Regions from separate parts of the Podarcis muralis genome. Here region 1 is linked to region 2. Evidence: chromatin contacts called from public Hi-C data. All regions are on one chromosome and are shown on one strand. The core of a region is the stretch at or near the end of the contact, and the rest is flanking DNA. Distances in the headings are between cores, read along the strand shown. Region 1 holds the start of SCAF8 (SR-related CTD associated factor 8). Region 2 holds the start of TFB1M (transcription factor B1, mitochondrial).

What was found. Hi-C and Micro-C count contacts between places; a contact is called where the count stands out from the background.
Region 1: a contact with region 2 is called in a Hi-C map of tail, with 5 times the contacts expected there. The contact joins the promoter of SCAF8 here to the promoter of TFB1M in region 2. A contact is called at or near these places in 2 of 3 Hi-C or Micro-C datasets (blood and tail).

What each region holds. Positions count from the first base shown.
Region 1 is chr3:54,783,483-54,787,892 of rPodMur119.hap1.1, reverse strand. It overlaps SCAF8 (SR-related CTD associated factor 8), which reads left to right and starts at 2,961. Exons shown (of 22, transcript XR_003705926.2): 1 at 2,961-3,322.
Region 2 is chr3:54,513,283-54,517,707 of rPodMur119.hap1.1, reverse strand. It overlaps TFB1M (transcription factor B1, mitochondrial), which reads right to left and starts at 2,011. Exons shown (of 8, transcript XM_028723737.2): 1 at 1,874-2,011; 2 at 469-626. The coding sequence starts at 601.

The sequences.
Region 1 (4,410 bases), core at 1,712-4,211, 270 kb before region 2:
TTGAACTCAGAGAAGCTCTGGAGGCATTTCTGTCAATCTCCTGCTCTCTGGCCAATCAACATTCTGCAGCACTCAGTCGCTCCTAAGCCGAAAGTATTGCTATGGTAAAAAGGCCCCTCCCATGTGCCTCTGTGAAATTTGGATATTAGGAGAACTGCTAGCGATTCAGCCTTACCAAGTCAAAATGTTACCAGCCACCACTGAAAACTGGCCCGTTGACACAAACTGTTCTGCTCCCATTTCTCTTTGCTCTTTTAAAAATAATTACCAAAGAATACAAATGTACAGATTCAAAATACAGTGGTACCTCGGGTTAAGTACTTAATTCCTTCTGGAGGTGTGTTCTTAACCTGAAACTGTTCTTAACCTGAAGCACCACTTTAGCTAATGGGGCCTCCTGCTGCCGCCGGAGCACGATTTCTGTTCTTATCCTGAAGCAAAGTTCTTAACTTGAAGCACTATTTCTGGGTTAGCAGAGTCCGTAACCTGAAGCATATGTAACCTGAAGCGTATGTAACCCGAGGTACCACTGTATAGAATAAATATGTGCACAAATGATAGTCATATCAAACATAGACTTGATATTTAAACCCTATCCAATCTAAAGTATATGTAATCATGAATTCAATACAGCCAAAATGTTTTAAAGTTCTGTTTGCCATTTACTATTTCTTAGATGGCAAACAGTGCACATTTCAGTTATTTTCCACATCTTTGTTTGCTATTCTTTTAATGTTGGTTCACATCATTTCTTTGTACTCAAAATGCCCAGGCAGTATCACTAACAGTTCCAAAATATTAGAGGTTGTATCCAACTAAGTTCAACTCAGAACAGACCCACTGAAATTAATGGACCTACATTAGTCATGTCTGTTGGTTTCAGTGGGCTATTCTGAGTATGAATTGTAAATGGAACTATATAAAAAGCATCTTTCACCAGAATGTTTTAATTAAAATTCCACCAAATGTGCCAAAAATCATGTAAACTTTTCAGTTTGTGTTATTTAGCTGCATTGGCCATTACAAAATTCAAAGAAAAATAATTACAGTCCAGAAATCTAAAATCAGTTAATAAAAATAACACTAAGGACTAAAAAAATAACATTTCAACTTCTGTAATGCTATCTATTACATTTTATTTATGACTTGGCTAAGCTATTAAAAATGTAGTAGCTTTGTTATTCTGAGGTCCTTATTAAAAGGAATAACCAATAAGGTATTAAGTACCGGGGTACTGTATCTTCTAGTGATTCTTTTATATGAACACACTTCTGTATATATTGATTGCTCATTAATATTAGAAATTGGATATCCAGCATATTTTCCCAGCTGCACTTGAAAGCTGCTATCCTCTTTATCATTTAATCTGCACACACAAGGACAGTTGCATAAAATTGTGCCTGGTTTGGAGAATGTGGATTGGGAGAAGTTGCCCACATTGTCCCTTTCTCATAATGCTAAAACTCATGGACATCCAAGGAAGCTGAATGTTGGAAGAGATTCAGGACAAACAAAAAGGAAACTATTCCTTCACAAAGCACATAGCTGAGCCATGAATTTCACTCTAACAAGAAGCAGTGATAGCCACCAACTTGGATAGCTTTTAAAAAGGGCTTAGACAAATTCATGGAGGGTAAGGCTATCAGCGGGTACAAGCCATGGTGAGTTTGGCCGTACCCTCCACTGTCAGAGGCAGTAAGCCTCTGAATACCAGTGGCTGGGAATTATATGTGGGGAGACCATTGCGGCACTCGGGTCCTGCTTGTGGATTTCCCATGTTAGCCACTAGTGCTGGCCATTGGTCTGAGGTAAGTGTTGTTCTTATGCTCACAACAGGTGGAAGGCAAGCAGCAAACACACCCTTGACAAGCCCAACATCAGGCATCTGGTACTTGGTGCCCTTAGGAGTCCAGCAGCAGTTCAGGTTAGTCCAACTCTGTCTCCACAAATGCTGCTCCTTTGAACACATGTATTTTGGGAGGTGGTCTCCCTTCCCGTTCTGGTGGCTTTTTCCATTCAAAGCACCCGAGGAAGACCTCCAGCTGTAACACAATCACAGACTTTTCTTTAGAGAAAACATCAACCAATCATTTGGCAAATGAGCTTGACAAAAAGGATGGCTGCCTTTTGGTTGTTTTAAAAAATGCATTTTTTGTTGCTTCCTGTGTTTTTGTTCTTACTGAATACTCTGTGTAGAAGAGTGTCTAAAGTTTTCTGTTGTAACTATTCAAGATTGTAAAATTCAAAACAAACCTACAATTTAACGATGACTGCAAATCCAATTTACGGTGCCAGTTACCCAGGAGTAAGTCCCGTTAAACACTGTAGGACTTAATTCATGAGAATACATGTGTGGCACTGCAAAGATGGTTATTTCATAAACATTGTTAAGAGCAGATTTAGAACAGCTATATTGTAACGGCATATCCGGTAGGGATATTGCTGAAAGAGCAATCCTATGTGTGTTTATGCAAATACCACTGTCTCCAGGGACCCTTACTCCCGAGTAAGCGCATTCAGGATTGCAGCCTCAGTCTGCAACGCTCTCCTCCCCCCTTGGGTGCGGAATCCATCTTGAATTCAGCTCGATGGGACTTCTGAGAGGGTGGGTGGGAGAGCAAAACAGCGCAGGATCCAGCAACGAGCCTGGCGGTGACAGCTCTCTTGTCCCCTCGCATCTCTTGCTAACCAACACAGAGACATTCTGCGCGCGCCTCTGCGCCCAGAGCTGACCAAAAGCTGCGTTCTTTTTCTGCCGCCGCCGCCCACCAAGCTGCACTACCTCCTACTTCCCTGCGAGGGGAGCTCGTCCTCAACCCTAGCTGCCTGTAGTCCGCCAAGGGGGGGGGGGTGGCGGAACTCGGGACGCCGCTCTGCGTCTCTTGCTTTCTCTGGTGTCCCGCCGTTCCTCTCGGCTGTCTGCCCGGCGTTTCGGTCGCCCGCTAGGGGCCGCTCTAGCCGGCATCTCGGCTGCTCTCGGAGAGAGAACTGCGCTGCTGCTGCTGCAAGCGAGCGAGCGAAGAGCCCTCCCGGCCGCCATATTGGTGCCCGCGCCGCAGCTATTGCGTGTTTGTCCCTGCAGCGCCAGCGGAGCCTGCCCTGGGGCGGCCCAGCGGAGCAAGGGAGGAGCCCCCTTCCCTTACCCGACTGCCCGCCCGCCACCCCGCCGCCGCCATGGCGACAAGGCCCGAAGGCCTCTGAAGGAAACCGGCCGCCGCCGCCACAGCAGGGAGCAGAGCCGCCGTCCCCCCTCCCGCTCAGCTCGTCGCCAGCCTCTTCCCTCCGCCACAACATGGAGGCCGTGAAAGCCTTCAACAGCGAGGTCTGTGCCCAGGGGCGGGCGGAGGGCGGCAGGGGCCCCGCTTCTGGTCGCCGGGGGCAGGCCCAGGGGCGGGGAGGCGCCGGGTGGCCTCTCCCCTCCCGAGAGGTACGAGGAAAGGAGAGGCCCTCGGTGCGAGGGAGGGAGGAGGAGGGTGGGGGGGGGCGCTCTCTTCCTTAGTCTGGGAGGCCCGGTTCCTATATAAACGATGAAATACAAGGGAGGGAGGGAATTGGGGAGAGGTGAAAATAAGAAACCGGCTGCTTTCCCTTTCTGGCCCGTGTTCTCCTGACCCCCCTGCTCCCTTTCCCCTCCCCACTTTCACCTTCTCTTTCTCTCTGCCCCGTTGAAATGCTGCCCTGCCCGTCCTTGTTTAAATACTGCCCGAGCACCTTCCGTGTGTCGCCGCCCCCTCCATCGTGACTGCCCACATTATGGCGGGGAGGGGGGGAGGTTAATAAGCCGCCGCCGCCCTCCCCCTTCCCTCCATGATGCTCGTCTATCTCTGCTGCAGTCAAAACTAAAACGCGCTGTACCAGCCTTTGCTTTTGTAGGTTATGTTTTGGGATATCGAGACAGCAACACTGCAGATGGTGGAAGAGGCCTGATAAAAGTCTGCGTCTCCGTTAGCCTGTTAAAGCAACAAGCATCACATGCACAACATTCCCCCTCTTCCCAGGAGCGTACCGAGTGGGTTTGCTGCTCCGCATGCAGAATATTATTACGCCAAATAGAAGGGTCAGATAGTTACAGTAGAAGTTGGCCTGTAAAAAAAAAAAAAGCCACCTTGCTATTGAAAATGAAAGTCTTTTTTGTATGCACGTTGGAGTTTGGATATGTCGCTTAATTTTGAAAAATATTTGGTCTGGAAAGAAAGGAAACCCCGGTTGCTGAGAATCTGCACAGACATGTGTCCTTGAATGAAATCAGTTTTTCACAATAAAGCTGTAAAACTCCAGTTGTACAAACAGCATGCAGCTTTATTTAGAAAAGTGATTTAATACTGTTTAAAAGTACACACTTTTCAGGGGAAATAAGTAGAAAGGAGAAACCAAACACACTTTTATTTACCAACTAGAGGCTAACGTTCA
Region 2 (4,425 bases), core at 762-3,261:
CATCGCCATGAACCTGGAAGTGCCCCCCCCCCAAAAAAACGCAAAAATGGCCCCAAAAGAGCGCAAAAACTGCCCAAAAATAGCTTCTAGCAACCCAACGAGCCTTAACAAGTGCAATTCCAGGAGCCTTTGCACTGACCTTGGAGAGGCCTGTGAAGAGTTGGAGTTTTGAGCGAGCAATTGTGGTAGAATTGCCTATATGGAATATTTTCATGAATCATGCCATATCTGGCCTTTAATTGTGCACTCACTTACCTGGGAGTACGTCCCATTAAACTCAATGGGTCCTTTTTCTAACAAAACAATAGAATGCTTAAACTGCTAATCCATGTTTGAATAATTTAAACATAGTGCATTCAATTTAAATAAACATACAAATATAATCTATTTAAACACAGCTTTTTAAAAATGTAGAAAACCACAAAGTAGTATATGTATGAAAACTGAAAGATGACACAGACTGCTTACCTGTAAGTCTCAGATCCAGAAGAAAGTTCTGGGACAGCTGCTTTTCAGCTTTGAGCTTAAACAGTTTAATAATTTCTCCAATTGTTGGAAGAGGTGGTAGGCGGAACATAGCCGCTTGTCTTGATGCAGCCATTGATTAAAAGTGTTACTCTTTGCCACTAGCAAAATATTAGGAGGAAAAGATTAAATTAGAACTTATTATATATTTGGCTATCAAGTTTTAAGAGGCCTTGACATTCTACACCCTCCCACATTAAAGCTTTTTTAGTTGGACCAGCAACATCCAACACATGCTTTCCGTCAGCATCAAACGTTCTAAAGTACCCAAAACTTTATGTTATATGTTTCTGAAGACTTTCTGACTGAAAATATGGCCTAGAGTGGATACAAATACAGTGGTACCTTGGGTTACATACGCTTTAGGTTACATACGCTTCAGGTTACAGACTCCGCTGACCCAGAAATAGTACCTTGGGTTAAGAACTTTGCTTCAGGAGGAGAACAGAAATTGTGCTCTGGCGGCGCGGCAGCAGCAGGAGGCCCCATTAGCTAAAGTGGTGCTTCAGGTTAAGAACAGTTTCAGGTTAAGAACGGACCTCCAGAACGAATTAAGTACTTAACCTCAGGTACCACTGTATTTATGTGTGGTTTAGGAAGCAGCACACGAGATAATAACAAGTTGCTCTTGCAATCCTGGTTGTTATATGTTGGGATGCTTCTAAACTCACTTCGAGAAAACATTCAAACCCCGCTTTTCGCAGCCCCCCCCCCCCTATGGCAACTCTACCTTGCCTTGCAAGAACCTGCAAGGGCCGTATATAGAAACACTGGTCTTCCGTGAGGGCAACCTACTCAAGTTTAGCAAGCAAGGCGCCACACGCCGCTCCTCTGCGTGAACTGAGGGGCAGAAGCTTTCGGGCTGCCAACTGGCTAAAGAAAAGAACCTCTCTTGGAGCCCGCTGACAACAGTTTATACACGTTTTTCACAGCATTTGATAATGGATTTGATAATGGTGGGGTCGAGGGAAGGGCATACCCCGCCTCCCGTCACGGGCTTCTTGGGCTCTAACCGAAAAGGCTCTCGGCCAGTTCACTGAAGGGAGTCGGCGTGAGCGCACAGGAGGAGCAGAGCAGCCGACAGAACCAGCCGCCGCGCGCTCAGGTCGCCGGTGCGCACGCGCAACGCGGGGAGGGGCGGGGGAAAACGCGCGAGAAGCGAAGGCGGGCGCTTGCAACTTACAGTTATGGGTCCGTTTCCCTCACAAGACGCCGCATTAGGAAAGAGGCGGAATGAAGTAAAACGACGAGGAACACAAATACCGGGGGAGGGGAGTGCTCGCTTGTTCCTAATGAGATGGAATACCCCTTTCCCCCCCCCACCTCCCTTAAATAAAAAAAAAAATGCCCTCATGACCCCGGATGCGGAAATCCGTATCATTCACCCTCTTCCCACTGCAGGATTGGAAAAGACGCTCTACCCCTTCTTCTTGTCTTCTCTCCAGGGAGAACTCCGCCCAACTGCCGACAGCCGCCCGCTCATTGGCTGGTGTTCATTAGCGCCTAAAGGGGGCGGGACGCACTTGGCTGCGTATAGCGCTCGAGGAAGGCGTTCGCCGCTCAACGCTTTATTGCTTCGCTGCCTTCTTCCGCCTCTTCGTGGTTTCCGGAGTTTTTCGCTCGCTGCTTTCCACCACCCAACTTTCTCAGCCAGCCCTCAAGAGCGAAGGGCGGGAAGATCTGAGATCCTTCTGTGGCATTTAAGCTCTTCCTCCATCTTCAGTGGAGATTTGACTCTGGGTCAGGATCATGCAATAAGGAATAACATAGGAGAGATCGGAGTCATAACAACAGATTCCAGCGAGAAAAGAGCGTCTCTGGACATGTGCAAAGTGCAGTTCCCCCTCTGCTTAGTAACCATGAGAGATAGTATTTTGGCCTTAGGAGATGAGGTTCTGTGAGAAGGTGTAGCTAGTATGTAGAATGCAATGCAGAATACTAACGAAAAGCTAATTTTTATAGCAATCAAGAACTCCCTTCTGTCATGCTGACCCTTGGTCAGGTCAGTCACATTTCCCCAAGTCTAGCAAAGGTGTGAGGGGATTTCATAGACTTCACACTGACAACAGAAAACAGCAAGAAATCTCAGTTGTTTTCTCAGCCAAGAGTTCCCAAGCTCTGGAACATGGACCATCAGTGGTCCACAAGCGTTATTCAGGTGGTCCACAGTGTGTGGATTTGTGGTTGAAGACAGAAGATGGCACATCTTTTGCATTAGATTGTTTTTTTAATTTTATTGTTATGAGTTGTGGCGGATGGGTTGTGCGCCCAAGCCCCCTTCTAATAACTGGATCCAGCACAGATTCAATTCTTGGAAGATCCAGGCTAGCTTTTGGGTGAGGTAATGCCCCTCTATCTAAGATAACTGTGTCATACAGCAAATTGGTGGGGGGCCCTCCCTCAACTCTCAGCTCTGGCTTTTGTCTAACTACCATCATTAGAAAGACAAAGGCAAGAAGTGAGAGTTGAGGCTGGATGCCTTATCTCTACTAAGTATAGAAGCTTATGTGTTATGTAAGATTAGTTTTGCAATTAGAAAATGTGGATTTTTAAAAAAATACAAAGTGGAAGTATACAAAAAAACCATTATTTTCAATCTTTAGATTTTGTTTCATTCTGAAAAATACTGTTTCATTTTACAGTTTATTATTGCTTACTTTTGAATTAGATATGGGGGCACCAAAATCAAGTGCTTAGGGCCTCTAAACTGGCCCTGCCCCCTCCCCTTAATCTAATTCCCCCCTTCTGTAGAAAATCTGATAAATAAAAAAAACTGTTGGTGACAACACATTTGCAGTATTAATGTCCTCTGTAAGCACCCAAACTTATCTTGAGAAATATTTCTACAGCTGTAGTTTTCAGTCTACAAGTGGTGAACATACAGCAACTTCATTTGTTCCATATTCTTAATTTAATCTGACAATAGTAAAGTGTTTCAGGTTCTCAATACTATGTCTTCATATTCAGTGGCAACGTCCAATCAATTCAACATTTGTGTCTTACACAGGTCCTGGGCACCACTTAGAATTAAGTGTTGGGCTGTCTCCTTTCTTGCTGGGTCCATGACCAACTGTTCTAGGGCACAAATTATTGAACACAGGTTGAAATGTCACATGCTAGCATTCCAGCTGCCGGATATGGTGTAGCTAAAAATACACATACCTTCTTCGAACAATTTCTAGGGATGATTGTCAGAGGTGTCCTGCTTGCAAAGGAAGTGATTTTGGGAGGCCGTTTGCACAAATGTTCCGCAAAGCAGGGAAGAATGTTCTCTCCGTGGTACTGTAAAACTAATGATGGGTTTCAAGGATTTCCTTATGATTTTGTCTGTTTCCATTTTCTTACTTGCTGTTCACTGTGAGTATAAATGAATGGCAAGACGCTGTTTTGTGGTAGTGGAATGTTTAATAAAAGTGCATAGAGATTGTCTGGAAGATCAGGCAGTGCATTAGATAAGGGCAGAAATCAAAGATTTACTGAAGTAAGTAACTTCACTCCTTTTCACCCATTCACTTTGTAGAAGTGTCCAGTACTCAATGGAGCAATGTGCACTTGTTATTTGGATAATCGGTGATAAATTATATATATATATATTTAAAAAACCAAGTTAGTCCCACCCATTTTTTGTCCAAAATGTGACAAACGTTAGCCTCAAATAACTTGAGAACCAGAATCCTAATGATGCTTAAGTGCTTCTTAAAAGCATTAGGCAGAGTAAGATAGGACATTAATAAATCTCAGCCTCAGGTGTTTGTACACAATCTAGGAATGAAAGAGATATTGACGTACTGTAAGTAAAAGAAAAAAGCCCAGATAAATCAGGAGCTCAAATATACCTGATCTTCTGAAAATAGAGCTTGCAGTTGGCACTGAATATAAATACAACACAGATCAAACCCC